2 separate regions of the Mus musculus genome follow, and region 2 is linked to region 1. A link is a contact called in public Hi-C data. All regions are on one chromosome and are shown on one strand. The core of a region is the stretch at or near the end of the contact, and the rest is flanking DNA. Distances in the headings are between cores, read along the strand shown.

Evidence for each region. A called contact is a pair of places that touch in the nucleus more often than the background predicts.
Region 2: a Hi-C map of cortical neurons shows a contact between it and region 1. The contact joins two enhancer-like sites. A contact is called at or near these places in 2 of 484 Hi-C or Micro-C datasets (cerebral cortex and cortical neurons) and 1 of 115 datasets of contacts at active chromatin or transcription factors (astrocytes).

Annotation. Positions count from the first base shown.
Region 1 is chr6:31,655,445-31,662,463 of GRCm38.p6, reverse strand. All of the region lies in intron 1 of Gm13846 (a long non-coding RNA gene), which reads right to left. Gm13848 (predicted gene 13848) reads left to right here. Exons shown (of 3, transcript NR_152155.1): 3 at 1-244. Among named protein-coding and RNA genes, the nearest start is that of Gm13848, 7.2 kb to the left of the region's middle. Within about 2 kb of position 2,418, at least 22 of the 459 cell types and tissues checked have an H3K27ac peak or open chromatin away from gene starts, as enhancers often do. A contact at or near this core is called in cortical neurons, where this site is marked.
Region 2 is chr6:32,434,855-32,441,873 of GRCm38.p6, reverse strand. All of the region lies in intron 3 of Plxna4 (plexin A4), which reads left to right. Among named protein-coding and RNA genes, the nearest start is that of Plxna4os1, 73 kb to the left of the region's middle. Within about 2 kb of position 4,608, at least 12 of the 459 cell types and tissues checked have an H3K27ac peak or open chromatin away from gene starts, as enhancers often do. A contact at or near this core is called in cortical neurons, where this site is marked.

The DNA of each region.
Region 1 (7,019 bases), core at 1,169-3,668:
CTGCCGCAGAGGACCACGATGGCGTCTGTAATTTGTGCTACAGCTGAGGTCTGTGCTGATGTCCGTGGGTCTGTGTGTCCCCAGAAAGTATGTGGGGATCCATGACCCATGTCCCGACTGTGAAGGACAAGGAAGCCTCTTCTGCAGTGGGCGTGATGACTGCAGACTCACAGCTGAGACTGAGAGACATAGATGTCCTCTGTGACAACCTCTCCCACCCCAACCCTCACGCCTACCCCCTCCCAAAAAAGAAACACTCTAGACAGGAAGCCATTGAAAAGAACTCTTAGAATTCTGATGGAGATGCTGAAGTATAACTCTTCACAGCTGATGGCTTTTGATGGGGGTGGGGGTGGGGAAACAGTTTTCTTTCAGAGGTTGGCCACTGGGAGTTTGACCATGCTCTAGTGAGTATGTGGGCAATACACAATGTCCTTGGTTTTCCTCTTCCTCCTCTTCCTCTTCCTCTTCCACCTCCTCCTCTTCCTCCTCCTCATCTTCCTCATCATCTTCCTCCTCTTCCTCCTCCTTTTCTTCCTCCTCTTCCTCCTCTTCCTCCCCTTCCTCTTCCTCCTCCTCCTCTTCTTCTTCCTCCTCTTCCTCCTCCTCCTCCTCCTCTTCCTCCTCCTCCTCTTGTTCTCTTCTTTTTTCTGGGATAAGGTCACAAGAGTTGAGGGCTGGATCTGGGAGGCCTAGTGAGATTGGGGTACAGTATATGAAATTCTCAAGTAATCAATAAAAAATGTGATGTTACAAAAAAAAGACTGTGTGATCTCACGGCCTCTCCCATCTCCCTTCATTACTCACAAGGACTCCCTTCCCTCCATGATTCAAACCAGTGCTCAGGCTCAAGGGACAGAGAGAGGGCGAGCCCCCACCACTGCCATTGCTGAACTCTGCTGCCTTCACTCTCAAGAGAATGTTGGTGCGCTGACATCATCCCTGATGATGGACCTTAGTTAAGAGCTGGTCTTTAATATTCATATCAAGGATGATGAACCCTAGGGTCAACGTGTTGTGCAGCTGCCCTGGCTTCAGTCTGATTCTGAGACTGTCCTGCCTACAACTGAACAAAGGCAGGCCCCTCAGCCAGGCCCATGAGCAGTGGTGATCCGTCTCCAGGGTCCTCAGAGCAGAAGGTGTGGCCCTGACACCTCCAGTGATGCTCTCACGGGCCAGTGTCCTCTCAGATAAAATTGGAGTTAACCCCCCATTTTGAACAATGAATCAGAGAAGTGGAGAACTGACATGATCCAAATGAGATCTTTCCTGTGTCAGCCGGGTGGGGTGGAGGGGTGGGTACCTTATAGTGTCACCCCACCAGGGCAAGCACGCCCACAAGTTATGCTCTGTTCCATGTGGCTTTAGATGCTGGGAAACGTTTGCCTACTCTTTCTCGGTGAGAATGATTATAGGCAGGCCTAATTCTTCAGTCTAACGCTCTCCCCATGCAGACCTAATTCTGATCTGCAACCACTGTCCTTTAGGTCTCATATGTGGGGCTTTCTCGCCCTCTGGTGGAGAGACTTTAGCACTGCAACTATGTCCCTGCTTAACCCTAACGGAGATACCGACCTAGTTCTTTCAGTCTCTGAGGCTTTTCCCACAGGATCCCACCTTCAGGGCTAGGAGATGGTGGCAGGGGGACCTGCTCTGCCCATTTCGTCCCTGCTCCCCTCACTTTCTGCAGACCAGGCCACCGCTTTTCTGACACTACCATTTACAGACTGCCAGACTTAGTATCCAGCTACTACATGTGACTAGTCCTCTGCCTCACACACTAACAGACCCTCCGCCTGCGCCATGACCCTTCTCAAGCCTCCCTAAGCCAATCTCCCTACTGGGGTGATCTCTTTCCTTCCTTTCTGGGCCTGACTCAGCCAGCTTCGATCTGCAGAGCACTTCTCCTCTAACTGGGTATGGTAAGCAGTCATTCCATTAGGGAAGACATGACACCAGAGGAAGCTGTTTGCTGAACCCGAATCATTGGGTGACCATGGCCTAGGGGATCTAGCAAGAGGCTTCTTTGGGGAGTGGCAAGACTTATGGGCCAACCGTGAGCTGGTTTTCCCAGAAGAGGGGAGGGAAGGCTGTCTGTGGCTACTGTCTTTACCTACTTTATTTCTCACCTTCACCCCAACCTTAAGGATAAACCAGGATCCTTTTGCCAGGTGACACTGTCTCAATGAAACAATGTAGCCAGTCTTGGTTCTAACAGCCAAAGGACTACTGTGGACTCCTCTCCCCCACCCCCATCCCCACCCCCAGGACCTTCTACCATACTATATTCTGTCCCTTTTCTCACAAAGCATGGAGCAAGAGAGCAGAGGAGGTGGCGGGAGGCACCACTGGCGTGAAGAAAGAGTGTATGCAGATGGACTGAGATGCAGCCATGGAGGGGCGTGGCTAACCCTCTCAGAGGACAATCCTGGGGTAATTGACCACATGACAGACAGTAGCCCTTCTGACCTTCTAAGGTAATTGGAACCCTTGACTTTTTTCTTAGTTTTTATCACCCTAATAAAAACCTACATCTCCCGTTGGTATGGATTGAAGCCATCCCCTTCACATATTGAGGTATTTGGGGATACGGTGAAAGCTCAGTCAGTAAAGTGCTTGTCAGGTACTCATGAGGACCTTAATTGCACACCGGGCATACCATGTAAAAAGCTGGGCACGGCAGCCGTGGGTCTGTAATCTCAGCACCAGGGAGGCAAAGCCAAGAGGATCTCAGGGACTCACTGGTCAGTCTAGCTCCAAATTCAGCAAGGAACACGGTCTCAAAAAATTAAGGTGGAGAGGCTGAAGAGGTGACTCGGTGGTTAAGAGCCCTGGCTGCTCTTGTAGAAGACCCACGTTTGAGTCTCAGCACCCACCCAGCAGCTCACAAGCATCTATAAGTCCAGATTCTGAGGATTCGCTGCTAACTTCTGACCTCTGAGGACACCATATGTGGTATCCATACATATATGTGCAGGTAAAACATTTTGTACATAGGCTAAAAATAAATACAAAAAAAAAGTAATTGCATCACCAAGACCATTTATGCCTGCCTCCAGCCTTTCTTTACCCAAACCTCATCAGCAACCCTGCACTAACCACCCTTATGAGCTGAACTCCTAGCGTCTATTAGGGATTGGGTGAGGCAGTCTCTCTCTCTCTCTCTCTCTCTCTCTCTCTCTCTCTCTCTCTCTCTCTCACACACACACACACACACACACACACACACACACACACACACACACAAAACCCACCCCAATTCCCTGGAAAAGGGATAGGTCTCTGTCCTCTGCACGGTGCCTGGCACAATAATGGGTACCCCACAAATGTCAGTATGCAGGATACCCCTTCATTTCTCTTTCTAAAAACACCTTGTGGTCCCCCTGAGTCACAGCTCTAGGGTGAAACAAAGCCAGCCTAGGGCGAGGAGCCTCCCGGGAGTGACTGCCACTCTCTGTGGGCACACGCCCATTCAGAGCTCCAATTATCAGGAGGTAACAGGTTTCTGCAATCTTACTCCCCATTTGGCCAGGGAAAAAAACAAACCATGAAGCAAGCGAGCTCTCTCAAGGATGCTTAGCTGGAAATGTTCTGCACCTCAGAATTTAAGGCTCCATTTCAGAAATGATTCAGCCTTAGATGAAAGAAGACAAATGCCCCTATTTTTATCCAGAGAAAGTTATGAAACACTACTCACATCAAATCTCCATATACCTTTTCCTCCTAATGCAGCAAAATGATACCCTTATCATCGTTCAATCAGAGGCTTGCTAAGTCGGCGCGGGGAGACGAGACTGCGACAACAATCATCGATGCTTCCGGCAGCCCCTCGCGCCCGATCCGATGCACAGCACCGCCATTATCAACACATGAAAGGCTTCCTCAATTTCACTCTTGATCATCATCAGCCACAACAGATATTTATTGACTGGCTGTTGTGTGCAGGAAATGTGGCCAGGTGCTGAGGAAGAAAAACTGGGCGAGAAAATTCTCCAAGGATTTTTGAAAAGGGGAAGAGAGGTACCAATAAGCAAGCGATCTGCCTCCAAAGTGTCCTGGGTGTAGAAAGAAGACAAACGCAGTAGCTTTGATAAAGGAGGATGGTCCGGACTGACAACGTATACTTTCAGGTTGCTCCTCATGTGATTTTTGCCAAATGCAAGAAAATGATACCAGCCTAGTTTCTCAACTAAATGCTGAGTGGCTGTGGGGAGGAAACCCTGCCCAGAATATATCTGTCTCTTCAAATTTTTTCTTTGTTTTGTTTTAATAAACAGTTTCATGCAGCCTAGGTTAGCATTGAACTTGCTGTAGAGTCATTGATGAATGTATTGGTACATGCGCATGGGTGTGGAGGCCAGAAGTTAGTCTTGAATGGTATTCCTCGGGTACCATTCATCTTGGTTTGGAAAGGTTTATTTAAAACAAACAAACAAACAAACAAAACAGGATCTTAGGACTCCCATTGCTGTGATAAAACACCATGACCAAAAGCAACTTGGGAAGGAAAGGATTTATTTCATCGTGTACTTCCAGGTAACAGTCCATCACTGAAGGAAGTCAGGACAGGAATTCAAACAGGGTAGGGAAATGGAGGCAGGAACTGAAGCAGAGGCCATGGAGGTGTGCTGCTTACTGGCTTGCTCCTCCTGACTTGCTCACTTGATTTTCTTCTATATCCCAGGATTCCCCCCAGCCCAGGACCCCCACACACAATGGGCTGGGCCCTCCCATGTCAATCATCAATCAAGAAAACGCCCTTCACAGACTTACCTACAGAAAACTCCTTTGGTGGTGCTTTCTCCATTAAAATTCCTTCTTCCCAGATAACCCTTCCTTATGTCAAATTGACGCAAAAATTAAGAAGGGGCATGGGAGTGCATCCCTTTAATCCCAGCACTTGGGAGACAAAGGCAGATGGATCTCTGTGAGTTCAAAGCTCTGTAGCTCTAAACAAACAAGCAAACAACCCACCCGCCCACCCCACCCCCAAAATACCAAACTAGTCAGCAGTCTCTTGTGTGGTTAGGTCAGTGAGCCCTAGGAATCAGAAATCAGCTTAACTCTTCCTCTTCCACAATAGGACTTCAAGGGCACACTATCACACCCTGATTTTAGATGTAGGTTCTCAGGGTGGAAAGCAGGTCTTGCATGCAGGATGCACAGTTTACCAACTGAGCTATTGCAAACCTAGCCAAGGATGGACCTCCACTTCTGGGTGCTGAAGTTACAGATGGATACCACCATGTGCCTCCCAGCATATCATGAGTCTGGCCTGGCGCTGCTGTGGTGATTGACACTCACCTGAGGTGGGTCATGTGCTGAGAGCTTGGTCACCAGCCTGTGACTTTATTAGGAGGTAAAGGGACCTGGGGCCTTGTAGGAAGAAGTTTGGTTGTGGGTTCCTACTCTTGAAAGACATATTGGAACTTGAGCTTCTAGTGAGCCTGCACCCCCTCTTCTCCTTAGCCATGAAGTAACCATCTTTACTGCATCACTTGCTCCCCAACGTGATGTTTTTATTCACCACAGCTCAAAATAATGGAGCCAGCCAGGTAAGGGCTGAAGCCTGTAGAAGTGTGAGCCTTGTGAACCTTTTTTTTTCTCAAAAGTGAATAGCCTTGGGTACTTCCTCACTACAACTAAAAGTCAACTAGAAGTTGACCTACACACCTGTCAATACAAATGGGCAAAAATTTCCAACAGTCTTGGTATCCATTTGGTCCTGAAATCATAGTGACTGGTGTGTGTGTTTGGGGGGGGAGTGTTCACTCGTTTATTCATTTGTTTGTTTTCTCAGAGAGAGTTTCAACTGTGCAGCTCTGGCTAGCCTGGAACTCCCTATGTAGACCAGGCTGGCTTCAAACTCACATTGATCTGCCTGCATCTGTCTCCCACGTGCTGGGAGAAGAGGCGTGTGCCACCATGGCCAGCTTTAGCCTGCGCTTTAAAGTCAAGCTCTGAAAAGCGTTCCTTAGGGCTGTCACACAAAGAGGGAAACCAAAAACAACAGTGTCAGAAAGAAGAAAAATAACTCTAAGCACAAAAGTCTCTGCGTGCCTTTTTAAAAAGATGTTCACTGTGTATACACATGAGTTTCTGTGTGGGGGTTAACGCAGGTGAAGCCCAGCAGAGGTGTCATATCCTCCAGAGCTGGATTGCAGATGGTTGTGAGCTACTTAACATGGGTACTGGGAACCGAACTCAGGTCCTCTGTTAGAGCAGCACACACTCTTAACCTCTGGGCCAGCTCTCCAGCCCTCGGCATGCCATTTTTAATGTGTTTTTACAAAATGATAGAAACACTGTCGCCACCCTAGAGATGCTCACTGAGTCACAGGGGTGATTCAAGACTCTCGTAACCGCCTTTCCTCATGAAAATCATTTAAGCATCCGCACTAGCAAGATATTAACTCTTGCACGATCTTACTCATTTGTGCAAGAAGGGTTTACATTTGTTTTGGGGGGTTTTGGTTTGGTTTGGTTTGGTTTGGTTTGGTTTGGTTTCAAGACAGGGTTCACTCTGTAGACCAGGCTGGCCTCAAATTCACAGAGATCCTACTGCCTCTGCCTCCTAAGTGCTAGGATTAAAGGTGTGAGTCATCACCATTTCTAAGCCCTGCTGGAGAATTAGAAGATTGGCCCCAGGAAGGAACATCACCTACCCTATAACATGTTACAGAGGGACAGATGGCCTAAGCATGACCCCAAGTCCCTACCCTGGTTACTTGGAGATGAAGATGGTCATCCTCAGCTTCTCCCCTGAACCCCCAACCCAAGAGAGTTTCCACCCTTCGCTCCACCCAGCCCTCTGCAAAGAGACTGCACTGCCTGATGGGTTCCCAGTCTCTAGGGACAACTGTTTCCCTAAGAAACTCTCAGGGGCAGCTGGCATTAAAAGTCAGCCCACCCAGTACTGCACAGTGAGATTTCCTTCACTGCCATTGCATCACCCTTATGCTTTGCCCATACAGAAGTAGATCCCATGTGGTAGGGCTTCCCATGGGAATCTGTGACAA
Region 2 (7,019 bases), core at 3,359-5,858, 780 kb before region 1:
GCCAGGGCCAAGAAGCGGGAGTGGATGGGTAGGGGTCCATTCACAAATGGTCATGTCTCCCAAACGCAAGAATAGCAGGGACCAAGCAGCAGGGATGGGCATAGGGAACTTTTGGGATAGCATTTGAAATTTGAAATGTATATAAAGAAAATATCTAATAAAAATGTGCAAAATAAAAATAAAAATAAAAATAAAAAAGAAATGCTCTTCTGGGAGTTTCCTGAATCTCCTTTCTTCCTCATTACCTCAGTTTCCCAATCTGTTATGTGGTAATTCTCTGGTCCTTATAATTAGACAGGCCTCCTCCCATCCTCTCCCCGTGTTAGTAAAGAAAAAAAAATAATAAATGGGAAAAGCTTCAAGTTCTTTGAAACCAAAGAGTGTAATAAATACCCTATATTGATTATGATGATTATATCTGGGACTAGAAAAATATGATTGCCTGGTTGCCAGTAGCAACCAGATAGAAAAGCAGGAGAGGAAGTTGCACAGAGAGGTTCCCTGGGAACGGCAACGGGTACTTTTCTTCTTAACCACCATCCCTGCTGCTTGGTCCCTGCTATTCTTGCGTTTGGGAGACATGACCATTTGTGAATGGATTTGAAGGGAGCTGCACAAAGGACTGGCTAGGGAATGCCATGCACAGTGGGTGGGTCTTCCTTCACCAGTCACGTGCCATCAGAAGCAGGAATGCTATCTTCAGCTGGAGTCAGAAGTGTATGGGTGGGGTGGAATGGGGGAGGCTGTCATTGAACTAGTGAAGACACTACCATAGTGAACCATATAGAAGCTTCAAAGGACAGGGACCAGTAATCATAGCAGGGGACAGCCTTCCAGGAGCAGTGTGGAGAGTGGAGACGCTATGGGTTTGACTACAGCTCCTTCCTCCCAAGCAGAAATGACAGTCTAAGGCAGCGTTGATTAAGAAACTGGCACACTATTATATTTCATTGATCTGAAGTATTTCCTGTGGTTTATATTTAGAGCTCTTGTTCTGCAACTGGTTAGTGCTGCTGTAGGAGCCTATAGAGCTTTCAGCCGATGGGGCCTGCTTGACGGAAGTATGCCATGAGGGTTGGACCTTCAGAGAGTATAGTCTAACCTTCATTCCAGTCATATTCCCTGCTCCCTGACCCTCTATGATGTGAGTTGCCCACTGTCGCATGCTCCCACCACCATGGTGAGTCACCCTGCCATGCCTTTTCCACTGAGTTGGGTGACCATTCTCTGTAACTCTAAGTCAAAATAAACCTTGACATCCAGCCTCAAGTTGTTTCTGTCAAGTGGTTTGATCACCCCGATGCAAAAGTGATCAGTACGCCCAGCCTCCCTTTCTGTAGTGAACAAAAACCTTCAGCCATGCCTCTGAACCCAGGTCCTCCATCTGTGTGTGAGAGAGTCCAGGGAACTCACTGCAGTCTGTGTTGAACACATGTTATTTCATATACCCTCATTAGCTCTTGGTTATGTTGTCACGTGGTTGACCAGTGAATGGCAAGGCCAAGCCCAGCACTCATCTTGCTGCATTCAAAGCTCGTGCCCTTTGTGCTACGATACTGAACTCTCTACCCTGCAGGTCAGAGGCCTAACAAGTATTTGATCGTTGAATGTTGAGACTGAGGCTTTTTAAAACAAGTATTAGAATCTAGATTCTCCTGTGGTCAGAAGTGTTCAAGTTTCTGTGCAACATCCCTGTGTTGGAAGGAAAAGGCATTTGCCTACAGAGTCAGGCAATTTTCTTCTCTTACCTTTGCAAAGTGAGGGCTGTGAGTGTTTTTCTGATCTCTGGTCACCAACCACTAATGAGGAGGGACTGAGAAGGTGCGTGTGTATTGGCTCTTCCACCCAAGACTGGGAAGTGAGAAACAAACAGGGTGGGAGGGATTATGTTCTGTCTTTCCATCCCTGCTGCAGAAAACCTGCTCTGGCCCCAAAGGTCCCCCAACTAATTGATAGAAACTGATCCTGGTCATATACTAATATGTAGATATATCACATTCACTCAGACAGTCTCTTCTCTAGGCATGGAAAGCCATTCTGATGTAGAGCAAACAGTGACAGCCGATGTCTCCAGTTCCTTTGCTCTATGCTTGGTGTTGTGGCCAGCACTTCCCATGTGTAACCTGATCTAAAGGCTGTGATGATCCCATGTAGCTATGACTCTATTTCTTTTTAACCTTCATTTTGCAGACAGGAGCACTGGGAGACAATCAACCATTGAGAGCTGTTGCTGCTGTTGGATTTGAGCCCAGTTTAGCTAATCCCAGGCTTGACTCATAAATACTAATCACTTTGCAAGTCCCACCGAATTCTAGGAGTCCAGGACCACTTCTTGTTCCTTCTCATTGTAGCCCCAGCCTGCTGTGTCTGTCCTCATCTAGAGTTCTTTAAATGGACTTCTTGCTTTCTACAGACCATAGGTTCCCAGTCATTATATATATATTTTTTTCTAATCTTATGGCCACCTAACCGCTCTGGAGAGAAGGTTCCAACTCCTTACCTTCAATGGGTTAAACATTCTTTGTCTGATATTCTTGACCCCAGTGAACTGAAGGCAGCTTGACCATAGACGGTTAGTAGTTGATTTCTTAATGTCCAAGCTGCACTTGAGACTTAGTGCAGAGTTCTGAGTGTTTAGATTCCCTCATGCCCAGGACCCTGGTTACTTACACCCTTCTCTCCTTTCTTCCTGCACTCCTCCTGTACATGCCTGAATCTCATAGGTTTAGCTCAGTTGTTCCCACAGTTGGGGTGCCTTTCCTCAGCTTAACACCAATTCTCTATCCTTTCAACTGACATCAGATCTAGTCTTCATTAGACGGCCAACCATGTCCATCTTGAACGTCCACTCATTAGCTCTCTCATTCATCTGACCTTGACTGAGTCTCTCCCATGTGCCCTTATCCTCAAGGTACTAACACCATGGGTACCTGGATGCTTTTAGCCGGTGTCTGATACCTTGATATGAATTTTTACTCGGAATAATGCCGTCTGTAGTGGGTCTTTTACTCATTCTTTGTTTTCAATAAAAGAAGGTGCTTCAATACGACCCATTTGTAAGAGGAGAGGCAGTAGAAGCAAGAGAAAGGTTGATTGTGCTACATTGGAAGACAGACCTTCTACCTTGAGAGAGCTGTGCTAAGACAGGGTCCTTCTTCCATTTAATTCTGGGGGACCATTACTTGGCCATCTGGAACCCCCTTCCTCTTCTGCCCTGTCTGCTGCTGGGAATTGAGTGTTTACTGATAGCAATGACAGATCTAAAAAAAAAAATGCTACAGAATGGCTTATAACAACCTGACTGAATAAACCAATATGACTTAGCAAAGACTATCAAGACTCTTCTAAAAGAGTGCCAACAACTTACTTGTACACAGCCCATGATTGAAGAGTGAGTTGTGTCTACATTTCTGAAGGGTAAAAGAAAGAAAGAAAACTGGAGGGAGGGAGGGAGGGAGGGAGGAAACATTATGGCATATGAAGTATCTTAGTGTCCACAAAGAAGTTTCCTTGAAACACAGCTGCACATTCATTTATAGACCAAGGCTGGCCTCAAACTCCATATATATCCAAGGTTGACCTTGAATTTCTAATCCTGCTGTCTCTATCTCCCAGGGCTGGTTACAGGTGTGTACCACCATGCAATTTTGTGTGGCACTAGGGCTCAGACTTTGTGCATGCAAGGCAAGCAACTGAGCAACACCACTGCACCTACACAGCCTACTTTCACAATATGTCTCTTTGTTCCCATCAAGAGGCAAGGACCTCCCTCCTTTTGCAGTGGGTATCTACTATCTGGGGCACATGTTTAAGAGCTTGTGAGTGGACAAGGCATTGTGTAGACTTTGGAGCCTTGTGTTGTCTGTGATCTGGGCAAGATTATTGTTTTTCCTTATCTTTGTTCGTATCATGGAAATGAGAAGTTTGGACTGTAGGATCTCTGGTCCTGTCTTCTTAAAGGTACATGCGGCTGTCTGCTCTAGAAGACTGCTCTATAGATTGTGTAGTGTGATGATTGGAGTCATTCTTTGAGCCTGGACAACACTGGCCAACTGTCTGACCAACAGGTAGACACGGGTACTTGTCCTCTTCCTCCCTCTACCCTCCCAGCCTTCTCAACTCTAATGCTGTAAGGATGTAAGGACCAACCTTTTCCCCACACCCATAGATGTATCCCTCCCATACACCATTCCCTGTTTGGACTCAGCACAGCCTTTATTTTTTCTTTTTCTTTTCTTTCTTTCTTTTCTTTTCTTTTTTTTTTAATTTTGAAGTGCCTGAGATCTAGGCGGACTGTAATTATGTAATTCTTCCTTGTTATTTTTTCTAATTGTTCTCAGAGCTGTTTCCTAAACTGATTGGAAACAATTGCAGACAGGGAATGAAGTGGGAGGTGGGCGAGGACCTGGCTGCTGGCCAGAGCCAGGGTGTCTGGGGGAGGAGGCAGGATCTTGTAGTGGAGATACTGGGGTGAACATGAGGGGACTCTTGGTACCCAGGCCGCATGAGCAGCTGAGTGGTGGTGGAGAATGCACCCATGGGGGTGCTGCCTCAATCGTTTAGAGCGTGTCTCCCTCCTGTTCCCTGGTTCCAGAGACCTGGCTGTTTTCCCTTTCCCTGCTGCCTTAGTGACGTGGATAAGCCTCCCAAAGGATTCTGCCAGGGGCCAAGAGGGAACAAGGCCTTTTCCTCCTGGCATTGAATTGTTTATGCTTTCTTGATAGGATAAAAATGTGCAACTCTTGAGCCATCTATAACCCCCAGAAAGCCAGGGAGGGTGAACTTGTGGAAAGATCTTGGGGACTTGCTAACTGGAGCCCAAGCGGTATGATACAGGGTCCCTGGAGGATAACCTGGGGTGCACAAGAAAGCTGCCGACTTTGTTTCTGAGCCCCAGGAAAGTGATCCAAATTAGTGTTCACTGGCACACCCTTACTATAAGGACAGCAATCTCAGAACCAGCAATCTCAATCTCCAGGTTCCTCAGGATACTCAAACAGTCCTGGGGCCAGCCTTCAAAACAAGGTGTGTCTGACTCAAAGTTCTTTAGCTGAGACTTGCCAGGCCAGCAGCTTCACCATTTAAGAGAAGAAGGTTGTCCAGACTTGTTGACTTTGGGGGGTGGAGGGTGGCATATTTTTGACGGGGTGATAAGGACTTGTTATTTCTGAGTGTGATAGGACAGCAATAGCTGTCCATTTGGTGTAGCTAGTACTCCTTACAGGCCTCTATCCTGTGGAGTTAGAGGGGGATACGAGGGATAGCAGCACTGGGGAGCCAAAGGTGCCCTCTGCCTGGAACATGCACTCTGTCGTGGCTTCTTTGGAAGCCTGGGATCCTCTCAACCTTTTGCTCAGCGCTGCTGCCTGGAGAATTCACTACTCTGTTTCTTTCAGTGCTTTGAGGCTGGGATGAGGTGGGCAGATACCCCTGAGGTCTTTTGGTTTGCAGAATCTCTTCTGTCTGACCTGAGAGAATGTACAATATTGCAGTATCTCCCACAATCACTCAGGAGGATCCTTAACCTTCTACCACCTAGAAAGCTTGTGAATGCCCTCAGAGGACATCTCTAGATGGGTTGGGAGCAGAGCCTCTCCTATGACCATTTCTTGTTTTATCTGCTGTGTTTGGTCTCCAGTGAATCCATAGAAGTCAGTCCATTCCTGGTTGTATGGCCTAAATTGTAAGCTGAGGGACCTTGTCTCAGGGCCAGCATTTCTGAACTTATTTTTCATTATTACTATCTTTCCCTTAGAGGAAAATTAAATTCAAATTCTTCCTAATGAGAAGACAAGCACATTTGCTGGAGAGGGAGAGCTTTGGAAAGCTTTATAAACCATTATGAAGGTTAAAATGCTGTTGTGCCTCACATTTTTCGACTTTGGGTGGGGTCTTCTACTGCCACCATTGGAGATACATACTCTGGGCTTTCCCAGAATTGATGTGATTTCTTTTTTTTATTAGATATTTCTTTATTTACATTTCAAATGTTATTTCCTTTCCTAGTTTCCCCTCCAAAAGCCCCCATCCCTTCCCCCTCCCCCTGCTCACCAACCCACCCACTCCTACTTCCTGGCCCTGGCATTCCCCTATACTGGGGCATATATCCTTCACAGGACAAAGGGCCTCTCCTCACATTGATGACTGACTAGGCCATCCTCTGCTACATATGCAGCTAGAGCCATGAGCTGATGTGATTTCTTTATAGTCTCATTTAACATGTAGAAAGAAGACTCTTAGTGAACCAGGAAGATGATTTCAGCAACCCAGCCTAAGGAATGTGTGGCAGGGGCCCCTACTCCCTCTGCCATGACAACCCTTCTGGAGTACCACTGTGAACTATGGAAGGGCTGATGAACAACAGTGGTGAGATCTTCAGGGTGACAGGGGCATCTGCAGTTCTCCAGGCATCTCTTTGACATGCCTCCATATGTGCTATGACCTCCCTGTAGGGAAACCTGCTTGGTCCTTTCCCCCAGAAGAAAATAAAGCTGGGGGAGGGGGAATCTCAGCAGTGGGAAGGTCAAGACCAAGAGGAACCAAAGCTGTGAGATGCTGCCTGCCTTCCAAATGAGGGAGCCTGGAGCCTCATGCCTGCACTTTATAAAGTGTTTCTTCAGTGTCAGGGCAGGGAGCATGGGCAGGAAGCCTGAGGGCCGCAGAAGCCCCGTCTGTCTCCAGTTAGAAATGGGTTGAGTGAGTCCCCAGGTTCAGACTCAGACCCCCATTGCACTGAGGTAAAGTTTAATGAAGCCCACAAATGAGAACCAGGCTTCTGGAAGTTGGCTGGGGCTCTGTTCTGGGCCCTCAAATTCTTTCTTCTTTGCACTCCAAGCCCCCTGCTCTCTGCCCTCTTCTTCATGCTATTGTTTGGCCATGAGTCTGCTCACCTGCCTTGCTCTTACTCACGTGGTCAGCTTAAAGTCAGGTCCTCTGATCAGGGCAGAATTGAGGGTGGTGGTGGAAGGAGGCAGGCAGACAGGGTAAGGTGGTGGAAGAGGAAGAGGAGGAGGAGGAGG